Regions from separate parts of the Gossypium hirsutum genome. Here all the other regions are linked to region 3. A link is a contact called in public Hi-C data. All regions are on one chromosome and are shown on one strand. The core of a region is the stretch at or near the end of the contact, and the rest is flanking DNA. Distances in the headings are between cores, read along the strand shown. Region 1 holds the start of LOC107886292 (protein ESMERALDA 1). Region 2 holds the start of LOC107886439 (beta-glucuronosyltransferase GlcAT14A). Region 3 holds the start of LOC107886357 (protein WVD2-like 7).

Evidence for each region. Hi-C and Micro-C count contacts between places; a contact is called where the count stands out from the background.
Region 1: a contact with region 3 is called in a Hi-C map of leaf, with 2.9 times the contacts expected there. The contact joins the promoter of LOC107886292 here to the promoter of LOC107886357 in region 3. A contact is called at or near these places in 2 of 34 Hi-C or Micro-C datasets (both in leaf).
Region 2: a Hi-C map of leaf shows a contact between it and region 3, with 2.1 times the contacts expected there. The contact joins the promoter of LOC107886439 here to the promoter of LOC107886357 in region 3. A contact is called at or near these places in 3 of 34 Hi-C or Micro-C datasets (all in leaf).

Annotation. Positions count from the first base shown.
Region 1 is chrA03:88,985,501-88,990,138 of Gossypium_hirsutum_v2.1, forward strand. LOC107886292 (protein ESMERALDA 1) reads right to left here and starts at 2,942. Exons shown (of 10, transcript XM_016810191.2): 1 at 2,289-2,942; 2 at 1,211-1,280; 3 at 416-483; 4 at 202-290. The coding sequence starts at 2,654.
Region 2 is chrA03:90,450,418-90,454,880 of Gossypium_hirsutum_v2.1, forward strand. It overlaps LOC107886439 (beta-glucuronosyltransferase GlcAT14A), which reads right to left and starts at 3,135. Exons shown (of 4, transcript XM_016810397.2): 1 at 2,135-3,135; 2 at 325-400; 3 at 123-238; 4 at 1-6. The coding sequence starts at 2,618.
Region 3 is chrA03:89,882,700-89,887,404 of Gossypium_hirsutum_v2.1, forward strand. It overlaps LOC107886357 (protein WVD2-like 7), which reads left to right and starts at 2,388. Exons shown (of 10, transcript XM_041097300.1): 1 at 2,388-2,703; 2 at 3,551-4,348; 3 at 4,513-4,705. The coding sequence starts at 2,662.

The DNA of each region.
Region 1 (4,638 bases), core at 1,692-4,191, 900 kb before region 3:
AACCTCTCCATGAGAATCAGATCATAGGATATCTTTCAGGTTAAGCTTCTCAATAGATGTCAATTTGTCAGAGAACTGAGACTCCCCTCCCCCCCCCCTTTTTTTTTTTCTTTTTCCCTGGTAGTTGATTACTAAATTTTTGTACACTTCTCCTTGATGGTACACTAAGAACATAACAACTGGAAATAGAATAACACGAACCTGGGATCTCTCCATATGCTATGAAAATGGAAGTTTGGGATTAGAAGTGTTGCATTAAGATAGCCAGCCACAGCAACAGCGTTGCATATCTACAGAGTATCCAAAACAACCAAGTAGAGAAAATATTTAATGCGATCATAAAATATATAAGCTTTTAAAAAAAAGGAGGTAAAATGTAAATTGTTAATAGAAACTAATGAGAAATAAAACCAACCGAAGTCCTCTGCTGATTTAAGCCTCCGTTTGCCTCAACATATATGTAACCATTTGATTCAGGTAAGCCTATAGTGGTTGAAAGAACAGCCCAGTTTTAAACTAATGAACACAGTCAACAATCAAAATCCATATTCATGTATATAAAGTTGAAAAATGCATATACACATGCACATAGAAAACAAGCAAATACCTCAAATTTGCAAAACACCAGAAATGGCACATAGAACTCTAAATGAGCGACATTCAAAATGTCAGTAACATAAGAAGCAAATTGGCAATCCTCAGCACCCAAGATCATCAACTTACCAGCCTGAAAACCTAGTCAATCAACAACTGAGTTGTCTGACCTTTTAAACAAATGGTTTCTACATCTAATCTAGATATATATGTGCGCCAGGAAATTTATAATTTGTATAGATAAGGGAGGGCCAAGAATCAGAGCAACGTATTTTCACTTTTCAAAGTGTGCAATCCCAACTCTGTTTGACATGTACCATTCATTTAGAAAATCACTACTATTCCAATTTTTTATAGTCAAACTTAGAAGCTTGCAACAACTATGATCACCCAAAAAATAAAGAGGATACTAGATACAAGTTAAAGATAAGCAATTTGTTCCATTAGTCAAAAGTAATGCCAAAAACGAGATTCATCGATATGGATATATTTATATTTTAGAGCCACATTATGGTTGTCAGAAAACTAGAAGAATCTAATTAATATCAACGAAGCTGCAGAAAAATTATAATAACCTTCTTAAACAAAACAAAGGGAATAAGACATAGTTCCATACCTTCCAATGACTTGTTTACACAAGGCCTCCACTCCCCTCCTTTGTAGGAATTTTTCCAAATAGTCGAAATCTACAACAAATTCAATAAGTTTAGGGAAGATATAATAACAAATAATGAATAAGCATCAGATGTAAATCTCAATAATCAATTTAAAATCTACAAAGCCTTCACCGTGCAGCTGTTGCAGTATAGAACACTACAAAAAGTTAGATATGAAAGTATAATTAGATTGTATTGTAATTCATATTGCCCTTAAGAAGCAGACCGAGAAAGTTTAAAACAGAAAGAGCATAAAGTCAGACACTGATACATGCAAAGAAGAAATGAGCCCAATTATGAAAAGAAACCATAGCAACTGTTTACCATCCTAGTGTTCTGGTAATAAAGTGATTTGATTTATTCATATTCCGCTTCTGTAAAAGACTAATATCTAATAATCAAGTTAGATTTAGAAGAAGCAAGTCATCAACAATCCACCAGTGCTGCTCTACCTAAAGATTAAATCAATCAACGGAAGCTTCTGGATTCAATTCACTTAAGCTGCAATTATTTTTACTACAATATATAAAGAAATGCAGTTTCCATGTTCTTCAGATCCAGATACGATCCCAAAGATTGTTACAGCTGGAAATGAAACATGTACAACAAGACACAAGGGTCTACTTCCTCAGCAACCAACAGTGATTTTTTTATTAACAAAAAAAGGAATAATGCTAAAAATGATTCCTTGATTCAGCATTCTATTTCTCGGTAATCTTCAAAATGAGAAAAAAATTTTAAAATCTTTACCGTATTTCTAAATTTCAAGGAAATATTCGGAAATCTAAAGTCTAACACATTATCAATAACACAACAGAAAAAAGGCAACTATATTATCCAAGTCCCTCAAATTCTACCAAGATCCAAACCAAGAAGGAAAAGAAATGAAACAAAAACTCGAAATTCAAAATGGTTCAAAAGACAAATCCGAGCCAAAAGTGAAAATCTTACAAAAAAAAAAACTCGACCCGCAATAATAAGATCCAAGAAGCCATCAGAATTGAGTAAAAAGGAACAAATAAAAAATAAGTGACTCACCGCATCAGCAGAGGAATTATCGGCATTCATATCAATTTTAAGCTTCTCATAAAGCTCGGGACTCCGGTAAACAGAGCCGGGTGCGGGTCGGTGTTTAATAACGGGAACCACATCAAAAGAAACGGTGCCCATGTAAAGAAGCATCCCAGAGATGTAAATGAGAGGAGCAAAGAGAAAAATCCCTTGTCGACGAAGAAGAACCGAAAGAAGTAACCAAGCGAGACGGTGGGCTATGGTCCGCCCCGGTTGGAACGGGCTAAACCGACCCGACTTCCTTCCGTGGCGGTACCTCGGTGACCGTAGTGGTGACGCCGGCGGTGATGGGGTGCTGTGGCCGCTACTTGGAATCCTATTTTTTGCGTGCATTTGAAAAAACAAAAAAAAAAGGAAAGAAGAAATTGTTTCTCTGTTTATTTTAAATTCTATATATATATATTTCACCTTTAATGGTTACGTTATAGAGGAAGATGAAAGCTTTGTATTTTCTTTTTCCTTTCTCTCCTGTTGGTGGGGACGAGAGAAAGAAAAGAAAAGATAGAGTAAGAGCCGAAGAGGAATTTTTTTTCTTTTCTTTATTTGAATTTTTGGGTGTAAATTGGATGTTTGTAGTGATCGAAAGGAAAGGGGAGAGAAAGAGGATAGCACGTGCAAGTGGTGTTTGGGAGGGAGGGTGGGAGGGAGGGAGGGAAAATAATAATAGGAGGTGTGTTTGGAAGGGAAAAGTGTTCTTTTTTATTCCAAACTCACTCACATCACATGTTTTATCCTCTCTCTTTTTTCTTTTTTTTATTGAAAAAACTCCGTTCTTCTTACTTCATTCCATTCTTCTTACTTCATTCTTAGGCATCAATCTTGACGTTTTGAAGTTAAAATGGAAGTTTTGGTCAATATTTTTTATTTATTAAGGATAAATTATAAAAATAGTCATTTTTATTTACTTAAGATTATATTTTAATAATTTAAGTATTTTAGTTATTTGATCGTTTTGTTATAAAGTGGTCACTCTACTATTAAACTCTACTACCTCCCTAACAACAGTCCTATGTAGTAGTCTAAATAAGTTTTAAATATCAACTTAGATATCCAATTGTTAGGATGAAAATATATTTTTAATTAAATAAATTTAATTTGAACTGCCACATAGGACAGCCATTAGGGAAGTAATGAAATTTAACGGTAGGATGACTACTTCGTAACAAAATGATAACATAAATAATTAAAACGTAATATTTCAAATGCTAATAACTAAACTATAATCTGAGACAAATAAAAGTGACTATATTTATAGTTTACTCTTATTGTAATTAAACACCTTGCATTGTGTATTTCATAAGCTTTTATCTCTTTTTCTTCTCATAATTTTACTTTTCAGATTTTTCAATTAAGAAAGGGAGACTTAATTTGGATATCGTGGTTTAATTACTAGCTAATTAAGTTTTTCTCCATCAATATTGATCTCCTATAAAATGCTTTTATTGGAAATTGGTTTCCTAAAATAAAAAATCAGACAATGCTATAATTGGTATTGGGTTCAAGCATCGACTTAGAAGAATTTACTCTTTTTTTTCACTTTATTTTTATGGCATCACAGTGAAGTCATCTTGTGAAAAAAGTTTAAAGATAAATTTAGTTACTAATATTTACATATTTTATTAAAATAGTTATAATTGTATTTTTGAAATTTTTTTTGCCATCAACTTTTAATTTTTTTAAACTATTTTTTCTAATAAATTTAATGAATTCAAATTTTTTTAAAAAAAAGTTTCAATCTTTTATATATTTGTTTATTGAGAAGTTTTTCTACTGAGTTAATTTTTTTAGATAATTACATTTATTTTCTTTAAATTAAGAGTTTTTTTAATTTAATGTATTATTTATTTTTTTATTTTTTTACATGTAATTAACTTATAGGGTTATTTATGTAATACATCTCATTAAAAATATTCTACATATGAAATTTCACACCATCCTTATTAACTTTGTTAACATTACTTTCATTAAATTTGTTAGAAAAAACAGTTTGAAAAAAAAAGTTGATGATAAAAAATGCTCAAAAATACAATTAGGGTCATTTTGACAAAACATGCAAATATTAGTGGCCAGTTTTGCCATTAAGCCAAACTTAAAAGATCTTTTAAAATGAAAAAGAATTACAAAAAGTTAATAAAATTAATAAAAATTTTAAAAAGTATGTATTAGAAATTTTGATATTTTTAAAATTTTATAAATCAAATTTACTAGATTTTGAAAGAGATTATCGTCTTTTGGAAGGATAACGCCCACGATAATAATTTTATAATTCAATCAACCGAAATTTATAATTGGTAGATCTTTTTAGATGATAAATTTG
Region 2 (4,463 bases), core at 1,885-4,384, 570 kb after region 3:
GCGAACCTGCAACCCAATGCCAAACTGTAAATGATAGCATCTCCGTAGAAGAAAACAGTCACAAATAGATTTTTATTTCATGAAAAGTAACGGATGAAAATGATACGGATTGCAAACTATGCCTGTGAATATTTTAAAAGCATCAGGCATTGCCCGTTTCTCTGTAGCATAAAAAATTTTGGTCCTCCTTGCTAGGTAAAGCCCCGGGTCAACAACAATAGGCCGAAACCGTTGATCTCTGCATAAAGAACGAACCAATATGATTAGATTTAATTACAATAACAGGAGAATGATCTATAAATCTTATGAGAAGGGTTTGCCTACTCTTTCCACCCAAGGTCATTGTTATGATCAATAAAATTGAGGTCCCTCCTAACAGATGAAAACACATGGGACAAATCTGTGATATGAAATAAAAACAAAAACAAAAACAAAAAAAAAAAAAAAGGTTAGAACAATAAGAACAACAGAAAGATAAGACAAGTAACAAAGGGTGAAACCATAGTGTTCCTGCCATTGAAATTTGAAAGAAGAAATGCAGGTAAAAGGAAGGGCATCATAAATTTTGTTCAATATGACATCGAAGCTTGGCACCAATAATGCATGATTGGTTGTCCCCTGCCTCCTTTGAGAATATTTTTAAGTTTGGAGCTACAGAGAAGCAAAGAATGTGGCATGGGAATTAAGTTTAGGATTTTCTATTTCATTCATTCTAAAGCTTCTCTATCCAAAAACCAAATCAGGTTTTTCAATATAACCTACCAACGATGCGGCGATAAACACCCATTATTTCAGAAGTTTGAATCTGTTCAGATATTAGTTTCAACATGTTAAGTATTTGAAACAATAGAACGTCAAGCCAAAAGGTACATAATAACCATATTCATAGACCTGATTTGTCTAGTTGCAAAAGTGTTACTTTGTCCGGACTCAGCATCCAAGCATAATAAAACAAGCAAAGAACATCAGAAACTCGATCATAGCACTTTCAGCTCCACGAATTAACTTCTTTTGGGCCCTTAAGTAGGTGATTAACCAAAACAGATACAATCTATAGCTAAAGTTTCTGTAGACGAAAAAAACATCACCTATTTCCTGCTAGAAAAGGAAATTATATTATTTAACATTATCTCGGGTTAAAATGATACAAGGGAATCTGCCATGTCCAAATGTTAAAGTGTATTAGCTTAAGGATCTATGTAAAACAACCTATAGTTTGCTAAACTGATGTATCAACCACTATATCTGACCATATCAAAAACAAGCCTAGCTAGAAATCTAAACATTCGGGCATAGGATAAGCAAACCACTGTTACAGGTAGAAAATTGGTCCAAAAGTTTCCTTCATCAAAATTAAAAGTTCTAGCAAAATCAGCAGATCTGAAACCTCATGAATCATCAACATAAATATGCTGAAGTCACCCATTAAGAGAAAAATATGCCAGTCATCCCCCACTGCACAGTTTCCACTATCCAGTCTCTCAATTTGATAGCCTAAGTGTCATGTACATATGGATATGTACTGGAAAATTCGTTCCTTAAAGAGAATCTTCTTTTCAAGAGCCAGGGTGTTTACTAGATGCTTTCTGATCTAATATATTTTCAGGATTTGACTTAAAATCAATAGTAACTAGTCAGAAACATGATCAAATTCAAGAATTTTCCTCGAATCGTATGCAACATTCCCAAATCATATCCTATTTTTAGACTGTAGGAAAGATTTAAGATTTAGAAATGGTGCACCAAATTTTGGCAGAATGAATCCAAGCAAAAGAGCAACTACAACTAGGAGTCAACTATCTATTGTGGTTAATTTATACTAATTTCCCAGAAAAAGCAACCTAAACCAATTCAGAACATCTGCCTAATCCAAGATCATAAAGAGCACCAGAATCAGAAAATCCTAATCCAACATCATAAAGAGCACCAGAATCAGAAAATCTCAAGTCCCATTTCGTATCAAACTGTATATTATGAACTGAGACAATGCAAATTCATCAAAATTTCAAGTAATTCCAATTAAATCAAGATCATGTATATCCAAAGTCAAACTGTTCTCTGAATTCACCTAATTACTCCATATAAGAGAAAAACAACATAAATAATTTTTTAAAAATGAACCCAAATCGCTTACCGTCTTGAGTAAGCAAGGGATAATCCAAAGCACTCAAAGCAATAAACCAATCCCAGCCAGGATCAACCTTCATCAAAATAGCAGCAGCGTGCAAAGTGGAAGCAATATACGAAGAACCCATGTACGAAAACCGATCAGGGTTCCCTATAACATCCACATTTGAAAAGCTCCTAATAGCAGGCACAGATTTCAAAGCCACAACCAAACTATACCGTTCGCCATCAGTGGCATCAGCTCCAAGATGCAATACATAACGATTCCTGGGGTGATAGACAGCAAGGAGTAACCTAAAGATCCGATCTTTATCACCTTTTCCACCAAATATATAATACCCAAAAGCTGGTGGATATGGAAGGCCGAGTTGGACTAGTGAAGGGAAAGGTCTAGGGGAGCTGAAAGGTGAGATCGAGTAAAGTACGAGGAGGAGGACGGAGAGAAATGTAAGGGAAAGAAGACTGAAAAACCATTTCCTTTCAGCTCCCATAACAAAAGTGTTTTAAGGTCTTCAAAAATTGTGGTAAAATTAGATTCAAAGATTGACTTTTGAGCATATGTGTTTGTTGACGGTCGAATGAGGAAATCCGGGTTGAATTTGGATTTTGAAGATGTTACAGGAGAAAGGTCGGATCTCTGGTTCCACAAGACTGAAAACCATTGATGATAAAATCTAGATCAGCACAGTAAAGCTCTTTTTTGTTTTTTGTTTTTTGCTCAATTCTCTCTCTCCCTCTCTCTCTCTCACTCTATCTTGCTGTAATGCCAATCAAAATGATTATAGCATTTTTCTTTTCTCTCCTTTTCTCTTGCTTGTTTGTGTAAAATGTTCAAATCCTTGGTTTGTTTTGATGATGAAATGAATTCTTTTTTATTTTGGAGGTGAAAGAGTTAACTAGGGTTAGGGTTTTTTATTCTATTTTTTCTCTTTCAGGTTAGATTTGGCTTAGGTGGAGAGAAAGAACATTTGAAGTTTCAATCTGTGGATCTTCTGATCTTTACGATTTGATTTGTTTTTTTTCTGATAAGGTATAATAATCCATTTTACCCTTTAACTTTAAAAAAAAATTATTATTTATTTATTTTTTCATTTTTTAAATTATTAAATTTACGTTTATGAAATCATCCTAAAATAAGTGATAAATAAATGAATTAAAAATTAATGAAAAATAAAAGAAAAAAAAATTCAAAGTCTATGCATTCTGATAATTAGATCCAAAATAAGATATTAAGGGTAAACTCCGTTTTTTTCCTCTTTTGGGTGGGTCCAAAAACACAAAACCAGAGTTGCGCGTCAAGTAACGCGCTTCCGTGAAGGCAATCCCTGGATTAAGTTAATTTAAAAGATACAGATCTAGATTTGCTAAACTCCTTTAGAAAGGTGGTTTTCACAGTTCTTAAATTAGGGAAAAATATGGATTGCGTCTTTGAATCAACTCTCCCTGCATGCGCTAAGCAAAGACGTGTGATGATATGATGAAAATTGACCAAGGAAATAAATAGATTTAATTCATCTCTGACTCTTGGGTTTAGATCATAGTAGATGGCCGTCTTTGTTTCATCTTCCTACTGCTATATTCATATCAAACTTCATTCTGCTTTTCTTTAACCTTCTAGATGTCAATGTTTTGAGGTTTTTTTTTTTTTTGGGTTAATTCCATTTGAGGTTTTCTTCTAATTAATCACTAAAATATTAGTATTCCATCCATTTAATTTTCAGCTTACCATTAAAATGTCAACTTGATATATAAATATATTTAAAATATACAAATTAAATTTTAAATATATATTAAAAAAAACGTGTCATTGAAATTTAAGGGGTACTCTTTTAACACATCATATTTAGAGATATTCATTGGTTGGGTCGGATTTACGTTGGACTTAAGTATGATATTAACAATTATACTTGTCCGAATCCAACCTAACCTGAAATATGAGCCTAAAATTTTGTCAAGTCTGTCATATTTATAAATGGTTAATCCAAACTCATTTTAGGTCTGCCCATATTAAAAAAAACTAGAATATATATTTATATTATTTTAATTTTATATATTTTTATTTATTAAATTTTTATATATAACTAGAAATTCTATCACACATGTATGCATGCAGAAACTATAAATTTAGAACACAGATGTATGTTTCAAAATAACATACAATAAATAATAAAACATAAAGTTTGAAACTAATAATAATAACAATACATATGTAATATGTACGCAATTAAAATAAAAAAATAGTTTAACTTACGAGTAAAAGAAAATTGAAATAGGCAGATTAATCATATTAAGAATATTAAATGCACTTCATTTGTTTATTATAATATTGCTATTTT
Region 3 (4,705 bases), core at 1,138-3,637:
GCATAAGTTCTAAATTAAAATTATAATAATTTACAAAATAAAGATAAAACTCCTATTTAACATGGTATTTAAATATTTTATTGTTAAATATTCATTTATTAGAAAAAAAATCATTACTTTCATAATTAGATTACTTCTTTCCTAGTGTTTTTTTTTTATGTTTTCCACTCAGCAAAATCTCGAAGTATTATAAGAAAACATATCTATTCTTTTATATAAGAAAGGATATCTAATTTTTTTAAAAAAAATCAATATCGTACTAACTAAAGTAGCTTTTCTTTATATTTTATTTTGTAAATTTATTATAATTAAAATTTATGTCATTACATGAAGAATTAATGTTGTGAGGTGTCTTTGCATTTACCGAACTCTTTGCAGGCACTTAGAAAGACAATCAACGAGCAATCGAAGAAGGTCCAAAACAGACCCGACATCATGACGAGGAGCGTTGGGACAATGTGAAAATGTTTGAAACAGCGAAGCAGAGATGACATCGCAACGAGGCGATTCTCGACGTGACGAAGACGGACAGCATCACAACAAGAAGTGTTGGGGTGTTGCGATATGGTGACGTGTTCCCACATAAATTGCGTTTCTTCTCCTAGTTATACTCTAATATCTTTTTCCACTTAAACTCTGATTACTCTAGGGATATTTTAATCAGATACGCCCACGAATTTCAGCATATAAATAAGCTTTTAGCAACCTACAAAAGAGAGTTTAAGGGGGAAATTTATTTTTAGCCAGAGAGCTTTGTATTTTTTAGGATGCGAGGGTTTGTTTTAAATTTTTTCTATCTTGTACTCTTCTTCGGTTATTTGTAGCTTTTAGTGAAGTTTTTTTTTACCCGTGGTTTTTTATCCTCGTTAGAGGAGTTTTTCCATATAAATATTTGTATCCAATTTTCTTTATTCATTCTTATTCGTTGCTTAATTTGGATTTATCTCCAACAAATATCATTAAATCTATAATAAAAATAAATTTATTCAATCAAATATTAATAAATATAAGGATCCAGAAGAGAGAACAAATTATATTAGTAGTTTAGCTTGCAACCCCTACTAGATTAAAAAATAAACTTCCAATTGTTATTTTTTCCGATAGGCAGATCACCCACAATATCTAATTGATCCCAATTTTCCGATAGGATAATAATCCATATATCTCTATTATTACAAAATTTTTAATTGAATTAATTGGATTTATTAATCAAGTTTCAATTTCATTTGGTAATTATTAAAATTTCGTTCTTTTTTATAAAATAATTTATACTATTATGATGTGATTTGATTTGAATAAAGGGCACATTAAATACTAAATATGTAATTTTATAATTTTAATTAAAATATCAATTGATTTTTATGTTATATATATTTCTATATAAAGATTAAAAAGCTTTGATTTAATGAGAATATTAAAATGATTATAAATCTCATTTATATTAATTAAAATTTTTAACTATATATTATCTTATTTTTAAAAGGTTTTGTTATGTTCTTATGATCATTAACTCGAGAACTAGATAAGATTTAGGTCACTCACCCGTGTCTCGAAAGTTTGTAAGGGAAGTTTGCTGTCTTAGTTTGCACATGTCACTTGGTGCTCGCAAAAGGAGCTCGTTGTCTCAGCTCACATATATCTAAGAAGCTTGCATGTGGGGCAACGAAGTCTAGCAAATAGCCTAGAATAGTACACGTGTGTTTATAAACACTAATCATGTATATAAATATTTGATTGTCCCCCTTTAATAAAACACAACAAAAAAATTACTCATCAAGTTTATATATTATTTATACTACAATTAAATGGATTAAAATGATTTTATTCTAATTTAAAAAAAACATATATTGAATAAATAGCCACATGATGATGAATTTTTTTAATAAATGTATAATGGAAATTAAACTTAAAACACTATAAATTGATTTCGATTATATTATTTCAAAAAAAATATTATTTATTTTTTACATGAAAAATTGTACATAAACAGTGGATTAATCTTATTAATCTCTTAAAAATTATAAAATAAAATAAGCTTTAAGTAACTTAAGAAAAAAATGTTTTAAGTATTCTCGGACTTCAGAGACCCTTTTATGGGAAAAGAGTACAACAGTGATCATAAGTCGTAAAAGCAATGCTGGGAAAGTCAACAACAGATAAATGAAGCTCAAACGTGGGACATTACCCAACACTTGCAGTACCAACCATACCAGAAAACGGTGTCGTTCCCAATCCGAATGCGAGCTTTCTCTAGATCTTCTTCCTCCTCTGATCCATAATCACAGCCGTCCGATTATAAGTGCGGTGATGATCTGATGAGAACAAGACAAAAAGGACAACCAACCCCACATGATAAAAGGTTTTTTTTATTATTATTACGTTCACAAACTTTCTACTCTTAACACTATACACAAACAAATTCACAATATTTATTCCTTCTTTTAGAAAGATCTGAAAAGAAACGAGAAAAAAAAAAAACCTTGGAGCTTTGGCTTTTTCTGTTTTTGGCGTGTTACTCGCAAAGCACTTTTAGTTAAGATTCGTGTGTTACTGTTGAAGTTGTGAAGAAATGTGTTTTGTTTTTAATTTGATTGACTTGATCCGTTTGATACGCTGAGGATGTAGCTTACTCACTCTTGAATTTTGAGGTAACTGCTGCGAATGGCGGGAGAGTTTCAAGAGCCTTTCAACATTAGTTTTCTGGTAAATTTTCTTGCTCTTTCTTTCCTTTTGGTTAGGTGTTTGGAATTTCTATTATGTGTTTCATCAATGGAATTATATTTGTCAACTGGGTAATTGTTGTAGTGCTTACTGAATATTGTGAAACCGGTTTATGTTTAGAAATGGTGGAACCTCAATTTGTTTTTAACTAATGAAATTTTAATCTCATTGATGAAGTTTAAAACAAGGAAAAAAAAATTTGTAGTGGTTGGTTCACTTCATTTGCAAAACGAACTTACTTCATGTTCATAGTTTGTACATATATATCCCCTTTTGGATGACTCAAGTTCATTTACTTGCTATTTAGGTTTCAGTTTCTCTTAGTCCATATCTTGATTAGTTCTAGTTTGATCATGATCCCTGTTTCCTATCTCAGTTTTGATGATATTATTGAATAAAATGTCATGTATACACAAAAGCATACATAATGTATCTCAGACAAAGAAATGGAATTGTTCTTAGGAGATGGTATGTATGTTAGCCATTAGTTTTGACATTAACTTATAATTATAGTATTAGATATGTTAGTTATTCTTTTTCAAACTTCAAATTATCTATGGAACCACTTTTGTGCCATTAGAAATGTCTACTATATTATTTTTGAAAAGCTGAAAATCTACAGAAGATTGTCTTTAGCTATAAAGGCTTACGGTATCTCAAGTACCTCTACCAATGGGTATTTAAGTGCTGGTGAATTTTGATCTTGCTAACCATTTTTATGAGTTTCTGATCCATGAACTGGCTCATAAAATACGATTTACTTTATTCTCTGATAACTTGTCCACCTATTTGATTTATTCTAACTCCACATTCTTTTCAATCTTGGCAGACAGAATCTTTGCATTCTGGTTCTATATCATTTGGCAGATTTGAAAATGAACCCTTAGCTTGGGAAAGGAGATCCTCTTTCTCACACAATAGATATCTTGAAGAGGTTGAGAAATTCTCGAAACCAGGTTCAGTTATAGAGAAGAAAGCTTACTTTGAAGCTCACTTCAGGAAGAAGGCACTTCTTCTCCAAGGTTCATCTGAGGGCCAAACTGGAGGTGAAGATCAAACCTGTGAGAATGATGCCGTGGAGAATGAGGGTTACAGAGAATACCAATTGGTTGAAAATCATGCTGCTGAGAACAAGCATTCTGAAGAAGGATCTGATAGTTTAAGTAAAGATAGCCATTGCGATCATTTTGGTGAGAATGGCTTGGATAATGCAGATTATAGGGAAGATTTTTGTTGTGGAAATGGAAATGAAGGGAACCAGTCTGGTGATGCAAATGAAGGTAGCCTTTGTGCTCACTTTGACAATGGTCTTGAAGATTCAAAATATCATACTGAGGGTGCATTGATTGAATGTGGACTAGAATATCCTGGAGGTTTATATACTTATGAAACTCATGTTTTAGTCCCTAGAGATGTTAAACCTGAGGAGTCTCCTGAAAGTGAAATTGGATGCGATACACCACTTTTTAGCAACGATAAGCCAGATAAAAAAGTAGAGGAAAACCATGATGACAATGCAGTTAGTATTGATGAATCATTTAAGTCCAAGAATCCATCTCCCTGTAGTGGAACCACTGGAGAAGTTGATCCTCCTAAGTTAGAGATTCGGCAAAATCATTCTCCTAAGGTATGGGTTTATATTCATTCTAGTTCTTGTTGGTTTCTGGAAAGTAACATTCACTGTAGTAGCCAGAAACTGGATCTCACATTGTTTTCTGATGTGATGCCTGCATTTCTTTTTGTCTTGTGTTTACATCCTTGTAGCTTATACTTTTTATTTTTTAATTGTAGTTGAAGCCTGCTATTGTAAAAGCAACTAAACCGAGGTTGAAGTCTCCAAGTCCTGATCATTCCCGGAAAAATATTTCTTCTGATCCTTCAAAAGTAGCTGCAAGGATTCTAGAAAGAAAGGAAAAAGAGATCAATAGGAGAACAAAAGCAGAAAATTTACCATTGCGAACTGCCACTCCAACTAGACGTCTAA